2 separate regions of the Sus scrofa genome follow, and region 1 is linked to region 2. The links are chromatin contacts, called in public Hi-C maps. All regions are on one chromosome and are shown on one strand. The core of a region is the stretch at or near the end of the contact, and the rest is flanking DNA. Distances in the headings are between cores, read along the strand shown. Region 1 overlaps LOC106509041. Region 2 has its middle 100 kb from the start of ALDH1A3.

The links. Hi-C and Micro-C count contacts between places; a contact is called where the count stands out from the background.
Region 1: a Hi-C map of skeletal muscle shows a contact between it and region 2, with 4 times the contacts expected there. The contact joins two enhancer-like sites. A contact is called at or near these places in 4 of 47 Hi-C or Micro-C datasets (heart right ventricle, retroperitoneal adipose tissue, skeletal muscle and 1 more).

What each region holds. Positions count from the first base shown.
Region 1 is chr1:139,432,207-139,437,491 of Sscrofa11.1, forward strand. It overlaps LOC106509041, which reads right to left. Exons shown (of 3, transcript XM_021084942.1): 3 at 2,798-5,100. The coding sequence ends at 4,836. Among named protein-coding and RNA genes, the nearest start is that of ALDH1A3, 16 kb to the right of the region's middle. Within about 2 kb of position 1,820, at least 28 of the 83 cell types and tissues checked have an H3K27ac peak or open chromatin away from gene starts, as enhancers often do. A contact at or near this core is called in retroperitoneal adipose tissue, skeletal muscle and subcutaneous adipose tissue, where this site is marked.
Region 2 is chr1:139,344,903-139,350,676 of Sscrofa11.1, forward strand. No RefSeq gene overlaps it. Among named protein-coding and RNA genes, the nearest start is that of ALDH1A3, 100 kb to the right of the region's middle. Within about 2 kb of position 2,504, at least 14 of the 83 cell types and tissues checked have an H3K27ac peak or open chromatin away from gene starts, as enhancers often do. A contact at or near this core is called in retroperitoneal adipose tissue, skeletal muscle and subcutaneous adipose tissue, where this site is marked.

The DNA.
Region 1 (5,285 bases), core at 570-3,069, 87 kb after region 2:
ATCATCCAGTTAAGCTGTTCCCAGACTTCTTAGTAAGGACACATTTATTGCTTTAAGCCAACAGATTTTGGGGTGATCAGTTACATAGCAATAGACAAATACAACAGGAGATGTAGTGTAATAACCAAATATTCCTCTTTCTAACTTCTAGAAACATGACTGGAGGACATATCTCCCCTCTGTGGAAGTTTTAGAAATCTATCTGTAACTTTCTTTGGCTTGTGAAATGTGAGCAAGACTGATGTGGGTCACTGAGGGCACTTTGGGAGCCAAGGCACCGTCATCATCTTTCCCCCTCTACAAACCAATCATCAGCAGTGCCAATAAGGAAACAATGATTCATCAGCTTAGGGCTGTGGGAGATGTGTCACAGAGCTCCTAACCAACTGACCGTGGATGTGTAGCAGAAGAAAAGAATCTTTGTGGGTTTTAAACACTTACATTCTGGGTATTTGTTACTGCAGCGTGACTGGAACTATACTGACTAAAATAGGCAAAGATACACAGGGATCCTCCATCCCCCCCAGCTCCATCTCTTCGGGCAGGAGAAAGCCAACATCTCCATCAAGGTCAGCAGGACTGTACATTTAATGTGGCATCCCCACCAATCACACAGGGACACGCATTCCTCCTGTCTGAGTCTGGCTCAGGAATGGGTTGAGAGGTGGGGTACTGTCACCATGGCTCTGGTTGTTCAAAACCCAGTGGATGGGAGAGGCTTGTCTGAGAGTTAGAGGAGTTGAAGGTGTTAACAGCCTCTGTGATCCAGTTCTGAAAGTCACAAAGTCAACACTGATTGATCCTTTGCTTTCTTTTCCGGAACCATAAAGAATTTGGGGAAAATTACTGTCTGGCCACCCAGAAAACAAAGGCCAGTTAGGATTTATTTTCTTTTCTTTTCTTCTCAGATCCATCCCCAGTTCCCCAAGGAGCCGGTGTGGTTTGGAGCTTCCTCTGCGCCTGTTGTGCTCTTCTCCACACACCCCCTGCCCGGCCCCTCCCAGCCCCCTCAACGGTCCTTCCCTCCTGCCCCCAGCCCCCCTCTTCTTCCCGTCCTCAGGCTCCAGCCTCCTCGTTAGGAAGTGTTAGAAAGTTGCTGGAGTGCGAAATGAGCCTGTGAAAGCTCGTTGTCCTAATTAAACGTCGACAAGGAGAGTGACAAGAGGCGATGGAGAGGAAACGGGTGCCACGGGGTCTCAGCCCAGACCCAGGCTGGGGAGGCCTTTGTCCTGCAGAACAAAAGCTGCTGTTTGCATGTGTTAAACCCCATCAAACCTCATCAGACCCAGGTGCAAAAACCCATATCCCAAATGCCATCCCGGCTTATGCCACCTTCCTGGAGCACTGACGGGCCCCAGCCATCAGCCCTAATCAGGACAGGGCCCCACATCAAAGCTGCACTCCCTCCACAGACAGCTTCTGCTCTAAGATGCATTGTTGTTCTGATTTCCTACCCTCAGCCCTTGCCTGACGAATTAGGGCACAAAGCCCTCCCCCCCTGTCCCCCCAACCCCCATGGCATGGCTGGGCCCTGCTGGCCTTGTTGTTAATGAGGTAGGGAGGGCGGGTTTGTCCCAGCCTGGGACCCACATAATCACAGAAAGCTGTTGCTTTGGAACAGACCGAGCTGTCCCCGAGTCAATTTCCCTGAAAGCCACGCAGAGCTGAGCTTCCGGGGAGAATTCACAATGCTGTCCATTGTGTCTGCCACTTCCTCTGCACCCTCCCAGCGAGGAAGCAGCTCCTCTCCTGAGCCCCAGGCCTGTGCCAGAGCTGCTTGCCGATGTCCCGCCGCGGTTTTCCAAAACCCCGTGAGAAGCAGTTTCTGGCTGCAGTCATTGTTTCCAGACTGGCCCAGCCGGCTGGGGAGGAGAAGCCAGGCCCAGGAGACGGTCTTCCAGGCCCTGGGAAGAGGCCAGGCTTGCGACACAGGACCCCGGCGTCTCAGGGAGAGCTCGACACGCCCCCCCCCACCCCGTCTCTGGGCAGAGGCCAAGGTGGCACAAGGCCCAGGAAGAGGCTCCTGAGGGGCCAGGTCCCTGGAGGACCAAGCCCGGATTATCTAGCAAGTCCTCAAACCATGCAGGGCCCCCAAGGACCATCTTCCTGCCTAGACTTCAGGCAGCCATCTGGCCTCTGCCGACCCAGCATCTCTTCCTATCGCCCCGTCCCAAGGACGCAGGCCAGTCCCCAGAAGGGGCTGAGGCTGGGAGAGCCCTTCGGCCTCACCTGTGTCCTCACATTGCCCCCAGCGGGCTGGAAGCCCTGAGGTGGGAGAAGGAGGGTGGGTGCAAGGGGAGAGGGAGTCAGGACCAGGGAGTCATGGGGGAACCAGGACCGGGTATACGTGTTGTGTGGGAACGGGAGGCTGGATGGCAAAAAGGAAGCTCAGGCTCCCCATATTCCTGGCTGTGTATTTGGGGTGGGGGTCCTGCTACATTCATGGAGTCACCAAAAGACTCTGGAAGGCCACCAAGATTCTAGGGTGGTCAAGACTGGGCTCCTCTCTTATCAGCCAGGGAGATCAACACATGAATGACCAAAACAACCCAAGGAGGAGTTTACTGAGGGTTGTTTGGAAGTTCGAAAGGTGTCCGGAATGAGGGGTTTCCGTGGCGGCTTAGTGGTAATGAACCCGACTAGTATCCATAAGATGTGGGTTCGATCCCTGGCCTCGCTCAGGATCTGGTGTTGCTGTGAGCTGTGATGTAGGTCTCAGACGTGGCTTGGACCCTGTGTTGCTGTGGCTGTGGCTGGCAGCTGTAGCTCTGATTCAACCCCCCCTAGCCTGGGAACTTCCATATGCCACAGGTGTGGCCCTAAAAAGCAAAGAAAAAAAAGAGAGAGAGTTTTTTTAAAAAAAGGTGTCCTGCATGAGGAGGAGTATAGGATGGTTTGGTGGGTGGAGGAAAGAAGCCTTCCTCACAGGGCTGCCCTTATTCTGTGATTGAGTGATTTTTTGCGGAGGGAATGGAACAGAGATGAGGTGACAGCTTTGCAAAAGCATTGCTTTATGAAATGGAGGCAAAAGCATTTGCACTTTCCCTAGTCTCTCCAACCAAGTCCTTGACACCCCTTAGAAAACGGAGAATTTTCTAGTCAGCAGCCAGCCCACCACATCCTTCCACCTCCCACTTCGTAGGCCGGTGCATGCGGTGGGCCCTTGAAAATACTCACTGATCTTGAGGGTGAAGCCACAGTGAGAGGCTGCTGGAAACCCAGAGGGCCCACTTACGCAGATCACTCTTGGACGCTGGCAAGAGTGAAATCACTCGATAGGTATTTTGTCGGTGTTTCTTTTTAACTCTATTAAAAGGGGGGCGGGGGCTGTGCAAAAAAAACCCAACCCAAGAATACCTTGGCTCAGGCTCAACTAGATGAAACTTTAAAAAATGATTTAATGTTATGTTAGACTGTTGCATATTAAAGCAATGTAATGCCTTCTAAGAGATGAGAGTCAGATCCTGGTAGTGATGACTCTGGCAGGTTTAAAGAGTTAGGACTCACTTCTCCAAGGAACAACAATAAACCTGTCACCCAACATGTCCAGCAGCCTGGACATCTCCTGAAAATATGTAAATACCCTTTGCTTCCCAGTTTATGATGCTACCACCTTCTATTCCCCTTTCTGAGCCGCACATTTTCCAAACAGCAACTCAGCCGGAGATAGGAAGCTCCTGGGAGAAGGGAGTAATCGGGCTGTGTCACGGCCACGGAGCAGGGCTGGGTGAGCACACAATCAAATCGCTTCCCAGTGGCTCCCCGGCCTGGGGTTGCCAGAGGTCTGTGTGTCTCCAGCTGTGGAGGCCTCTCTGTCCAGAGGCCCTCATGGAAGATGGCTGGGCACTCGTCCCAAGGCAGATGTGATGGGAAATCGTGCCCCAGAAGCTGGGATGAGGCCAGGGAGGAGACATGGAGGGACTGGGAAACCTGGCAAGGTAACCATGGGCAGAAACCCGAAAAAGGAAGACATTCCTACCAGTTCCAGAAAATAGGGCTAACTTAAAGTACACCTTCTTTCTTTGAATTGCCCTTGGCAGGCCCAGCTGTTAAACCAAAACAACAACAACAAAAAGCATGCTTTACATGGTCTGGCCTGTAAATCTACTTGCGCTCCCTCCAGACCCCCCTCCAATGCTGAATTCTATGGGATCAGAACAAAAGGAATTTAGAGTCTTCCTTGCTATGGGGCCAGAGCTCAGGAAGTTGTCATTTTAAAATATTGCTTCATGTACTTATGATGTGAAATAAGCAAACAGGTAGCAGGGTGCCAAGTCCTCTTGGAAGGTACTGAAAATCTTATGGGTGTCACCTCTCTGGCCGTGGCTTTAGAGGGTCTCCTGTGTCCCCTTCTCCTCAGAGGCCACCTCAGCCCGAAAGAGGGAAGCAAAGGTCCATCTCCCCCAGTTTTGTGGGTTCCTCTCTCCCCATCATGTTCCAGGACTTTAGTCCCTCCCCTTCTCTCACCTGCAAGTCTGCTCTGTAGCATGGAAATGCACTCACACCTAAGTGGGAAAGCTGACCCCAGCTCTTAGGATGGAGGGGAAGACACATGTTTTTGCAGGTCTTAAGCTAAAGTAAACTCCTGCAGGGCAGATGAGGGCATTATATTTAGGGGCAAAAGGTCTGTATTGGACTCCAATGAGTTCCTTGAAGGCTCCATGAGATTTCTTACCTCCTGGCTTTATGCAAAGGTTGGTTTTCTGCTTCTGCAAAGCTTTTTGACCTAACAGACTCACCCCTTCTTTCTGCTTAAAAATGTCTCTTCCCCAGGAAGGCCTTCTCTGATTAGGAAGTGGTCCCTGTGGTAGAGGCTGCTAGATGTCAGCCGATACCTATTCTTTTTTCTTCTTGATTAATAGATCCCTACATTGTTGAGGGTAGCAATGGGCCCAGAAAAAAAAGAAAAAAAAATTAAATTTCCCAGGTTTCAGGCATCTTTGGCCAAGGAGATGTAAACATCTTTTGGAGAGGCCTGGTGCTTCAGAAAAGTTCTTCAAAAGAGGGATAATTAAACCTGGAGGCAAGCCTTCTTCTCTGCCTCTCTTCTTGGAACATAGCCGTGAGGACTGGAGCTCCAGCAGCCATCTTGGGACCAACCTAAGGATGGAACGTACAAGCGAAGATGGATGAGCAGGAGAGACAGAGACAGCAGACTCTGTGATGAACTAAATGTGGTCATTGAATGCGGAGCTGTCTTACTAGCTCTTGACTTCCCACCTCTGCATTTCTTTTATGTGAAAATAAACCTTGGGAGTTCCCTAGTGGCCAAGTGGTTAAGGACT
Region 2 (5,774 bases), core at 1,254-3,753:
TGGTGATCATGGTCATCTTTGTCTTAGTTCTGACTTCAATGGGAAAGTATTTTTGGCAGGAATGAGTGCTGCATTTCTCAAATGTCTTTTCTTCATCATAAGGAGACTATCAAACGATTTTTATCCTTAGCTCTATTAACATAATGAATCGTATTTCTGGACTTCCTACACTGAATCACATTGGAATTCCTAGAATAAACAGTTTGCTCACAATGTCTTATCTTTAATATGTTGTTGGGCTCTATTTGCCTAGATTTTTAAAAAATATTTTCATATCAATATTAATAAGGGAGATTGTTCTGCAGTTTTATTTTTTATGAAATCTTTGTCAGATTTAAAAATTGGCATTTTTTTTTGGCCACACCTGGGTCTTGTTGACATTTTTGAGTGAGGGATGAAAACTGCACCACCGCAGGAACCTGAGCCATAGCAGTGACAATGCTGGATCCTTAATCCTCTTCACCACATGAAAATTCCTCAAATTGGAAATATTCTTGGCTAAATAAATAATTGATTTATTTAGATTTATTTAAGATTTCCCTCTCTTTCTGCTCTATAGAACTGGGTTTATAAGATTTTTAAAGTTTTGCTAGAATTCCTCTGACAAACCATTTGAACTTGATGTTCTTTTGGAGTACTAGTGGGGAATTGTAATTACTTTCTATATTACTTTTGGGATAATTGGTCTCTTCAGACTTTTTGAATAGAAAAGGAGCCACTTCCAGTGAGTTATGAACTGTAGGAGTTGAGGAAAGAAATTCAAATATTCTTTGTAGCTCAGGAACTATGGATATTGATTTTATTGGTATATGACTTTGTTTTCATGCTTCAAACACTTAGAAGAAATAGTTCTTCCTCACAATTTACATTAAAACTTGGAATTAGAATGTTGTTGATAGTATGTTGTGAGACACATAGTGTTCTCTAAGGCTTTTCTTTCCTTAGGAACAAAAATTTGTATGACTACATGGGCTCAGTTCCTTACAGAAATTTAGTATATACTAAAGGAGATATCTCAACAGATCAACTGCTTAAATAAATGGTATTGGGAAACTGCGTAGCCATTGGAAAAAGAGAAAACTGAATCAATCTCTTACCCAGTATTACTAAGATATATTCCAAATAGCTCAGAGATTAAATAGAATATTTAATAGGACAGAATAATAATGGAATAAATCATATACAAATAGGAAAAAAATGGATGAATTCCTGAAAATACATGCTGCAGGGAAAATTCCCCTAAACTATGAGTCGAAATCCAAAAGCAATAATGGAAAGTCTAAGAAATGTGACAGCACATGAATAAAAGAAAACTTTTGCATGGCAGAAACCAAGAAACAAAAACACCATTAACACAGAAGAAGGGCAAATAGCTAACTCACAGGATAGCTGGGATCCCCAAGTCACCAATTGCACATTTCCATTTCATGTCAATTTAAGAGTTAGACTAAATATAAAGGTTTCGATATCATGGTTAAAATCTCCAATAGAATAAATTATTCATTAAAAATGACTTTTTTTTAACTCTTTGGTTGGCATTTGCCAAATGAATACGGCTTAATTTGGTTTGGGGTTTGCAATTTGGTGCTGAGAGGAACTGCATGGGATTGTAACTGTTTTTTTATCTGTATTTCACTCTTAAGAAACTGAAATCCTCTACTCTCATCCCTCACTTACTTTTTCTCTAGATAATATTTTCCACTAGAACTTTGGGGAACTAAGCAGATGCATTTGGATGCCTTTGTCCAAACTAATGACTTGTTTCTGGACAGAAAAATGTTACCATCAACAGGATTTTTTTTAATATTATACAGTGTTTGGTTCAGGCCAGCAGTGTGGGATGGGGATTCAGTCTTGGGACTTGCCAAGATATTTATGCAACAGGAATGTTACTTATGTAAGCCTGGAAGTGCTCCTGACCGGCTCAACTCCCTCTCCCATCTCAGCTTTTTTTCATTAAGAAGTTGATCTTCCTTTCATGATACCACATTAAGTGGCTAAAAAGAAGAGAAAAAAATTGTTTACTTTACAAAATAACCTAACTGTCCGCAAAGCAACCACTTGGTTAAAGGAACCACAAGGAGTTCTGGAAAACTGGGCTATAAATTGTTTTTTTTTTTTTTTTTCTTTTGGCTTGGCCCCTAACTCACTTCCTATTGCTCCCCAGAATGGATCCAACTCAGATTTGAGGAAAAAAAAATTTTTTTAAATAAAAGTTAAAACAAAGACAACTTTTTTCCTTTGCATTTTTCTGGGGACCGCAATGAATTTTCATGTAACAACTCGATGTAGAGGTGGGGGGAAGTCATAAATGATAGGCATTAACAAAACATAAGTAAAAGTCTGTTCTTAACAATTGTGAGAAACGGATGCAGTAGAGGATTAGAACTAACCTTGACATGAGTGAATAAATATTTATGTACATACATAACCAATCAACAAAACTAGCTGGGAGCAAATAGGGCGTTTGGAGATGAAAACAGAGAAGATTTTGGAAGCCATGAGGCCACACTCCCAGCCCTCTCTGCTTACCTCATCCTCCCACCGTTTTGTGCCTGCTGCCCGATGAGTCAGTCAAGATGATAAACTTAAATGATTTTTAGCAGATGTGTGTCAACACTCCTTGATGAAAGGATGCCAGGAGCTTCTACCAGTCTGTGACAGCACCCATCCCTCCATAAAGCAACAGTCCCCCGTCCAAGGTGGTAAAAACGCCAGGTCACAGTCCAAGTGCCCCTTTCCTGGGAACCTCTGTGACATCAACAGCTCGGAGGGTGGGGAGCTATTCTTCAAAGAATATTCTTCAGAGCTATTCTTCACATTCTTAGGCTGGGTCTTGGGTCATCGGCTGGAGTTTACCTGCTGCCTATGGCTCTGTGAACCTCTGGATGAATGTTGGGGCCATGGCTCTAGCTGATATGGTTTTCACACAGATAACCATGAGGCCAAAGCCATAATCCTCAGGTGTACCAGGACTTTTCAGTGTTAATTGTTGTAAACAAGATGGAGCCTCTGCCTGAAACTTCACGATGAGAGGGTGGGGGGCTTACTCTCTCTCTTTCTCATAAATTCCTCCCGCTAATATATATTGAGCAGACAGATACTAGCAGGGCTGCACATACAGTTGAGAAGCCTACACACTGCCCAAGGATGCTCTAGCCAAGGGTTACCATCCACATGGCGGACAGCACAGATTTGTGTGTTTCCCATGCCAGTTTTCTGGAGGACATCAGTATGGTATCTTGAATAGGGGGTACTTCCTTCCCAGTTAAACAAAATTGTTACTGCACTTGATTAGTGTGCTTGAGGTACTAGGTAGTTGGTTCTGGTGGTGAGAATCCCAAGATGTGTGGGATCCAGAAGTCTTTTCATCATTCTGGGTTTTGTCCTATGGTGCCAGGGCAGAGGGAGCTAAGACATGAAGACCAACGGAGGAGGCAGGCCCTGGCTACCAGGACCATGCTCCCGAAGCAAGCCATGTCATACTGGCCATAATGCCTGGGGAAATGCTCTCTGACACAAATACCATATGAGTCACAATGCCAGCCACATATTTCAAATTTTCTAGTAGCCACATTTTTAAAAGTAAAAAGAAACAGATAAAATTAATTTTAATAACAGAATTTACATAACCCAATATGTCTAAATTATTAGAATTTATCATATCAATATAAAAATAATTAATGAGATATTTTATTCTAGTTTTTTTTTTTTTGCACTAAGTCTTTGAAATCCAGTGTGAATTTTTACTCTTTCAGCACATCCTAATCCAGATCAGCCACATTTCAAGGGTTAGGTGACCTTCTGTGGTCAGTGGCCCCCATGTTGGACAGGTTAGCTCCAGAACCCTGCTAGTGATCAGCTGATCCCCTTCCTGGGCTGAGGCTGAGCCCCCCTCTCCCCCCCAGCTCCACAGCCTTCATGGAACAGTCCAGCTTGGTGTAGGTCTCTGAGGACAGGAAGTATGGATGGGCATGGGGGTTGAAAGGCAGCAGCACAAGAAGGTGGGCGCCCTGAACCATCCCCCTGTCACTCTCCCCATCACTCTTCCCCCATCAAAGGCCTGGGGATAAGGGACTAAAGGAATCAGCACTTTGGAGACCTGCTGTTCTTATCAGAGGAGGGAATCTTCAGGGAGCCCCGTGGGGTGGGATGGGGGGCATGGCTGGGTGGCCTCCCTGCAAAATGCTAGTGCTGGTCATGGTCACAGCCACCACCACCACATCCCAGACTGGTGCTGGACGCTGGGTCTGGTCTCCATGATGGACACCCACTCCGTGGGAGGTAGGGATGAGCACTCTGTTTTGTGAGGAAGCAACACTCAGAAAGACAAGTGCTTTGTCTAAGACCTCACAGCCAGGGTGGAGAGGCCCAAAAGTTGCTCCTGGGTTACCAGCTACTGGACGCAGGCAGTGGTGTCATGCACAGTCCAGAACTTCAGCCAAATCTGATCCATGCAGCATCATTTACATAGCCTCAAAGACAAACTGAGACCCAGGTTTAGACCGCGACATGTGGAACATGTCTCGCTTACCCCAACATTTGTCACAGGAGCCTGAAAGAGAGGAGCAGTTGGGGTCTGTTTCCATTCATCCCAGGGCCCACTGGGGGACACATAGGGCAGTAACAAGGTGCTTTGTCTCCAGCTGGCTGTAAGTCTGATCTCAGGGGTCCCCTGTGAGCAGGTAGCTAGGGATGCAGAACAGGCTAGGAGGGAGAGAAAGGACCGAGAAGTAATCAGGTGAAGGAAGAAGAGAGGAAGGTGTGAGTGAGTGAGTGTGTGTGTATGTGAGAGAGAGAGAGAGAGAGAAAGAGAGAGAGAGAGAGAGGGAGAGGCAGGCAAACACATGGACAGTACTAGGGGCTGAGGCAGGGTAAGTGCTGGGCAGGGCAGGGCGATACCCAGTAGAGTGCCCTGAGCTGATGCTTAGGGAAGACAGAGAAGAATTACAAAGCAGGGAAATGGTCAGGGATTAAAACTGTGGTTCTTTCTAGCAGGTTAGAACCAGGCCATCGAGTACAGAAAACTGTGATTTGTCAGAAGCCTCTGGTGGGCCCAGTCAGAGATGAGCAGCACCCAGAGGTATTTAAGTCCATGCACGGTGACAGCCTGGCCAGAACAGCATTGACTGGGGGCTCAATGAGATTTCCTGGGGGTGCTAATTTCAGCAAGAGAGCAAGAAAAGGCACAAAGAAGGGACAATCACCCTGGAAACTCCGCATATGTCTTTTTTTTCAGCTTAAAAAAAAATAAAGATCTGTATGATGAAAATTACAAAATACTGATCAAAGAAATCAAAGAAGACCTAGATAAGTGGAGAAACAGCCTGCATTCATGGATTGGAAGGCTCGGCAGAATAAAAATGTCAATTCTACCCTAATTGGTGACAGTGTCAATGCCATTCCTCTCAAAATATCAGCAAGGCTTTCACAGACATGGAAAAGTCAGTTCTAAAATTCATGTGGAAAGGGAAGGACTCTAGGAAACAGTCTGGACAGAGAAGAATGAAGTAGGAGGCCGATATCAAAGCTTATTCTAGAGCAACAGTAATCAGACAAGGCAGGGGGACAGAATGGAGGCCCTGGTGGGTGGAATCCTTGCCTTGTGAATGTTGACCCGTCCCATGGGTTCTGAAGACTTTCCTCGCTCCCTCTCCCTGGGGAAGTCTAATTTTGTGGGCGGCTTCTGTATCATGCTGACATGGGGTGGGGTCCTCTGAGCGGCATGCCAGCTTCCCTCTGCACACCCTCTCTGAACTATAAGCTCTGGGGCT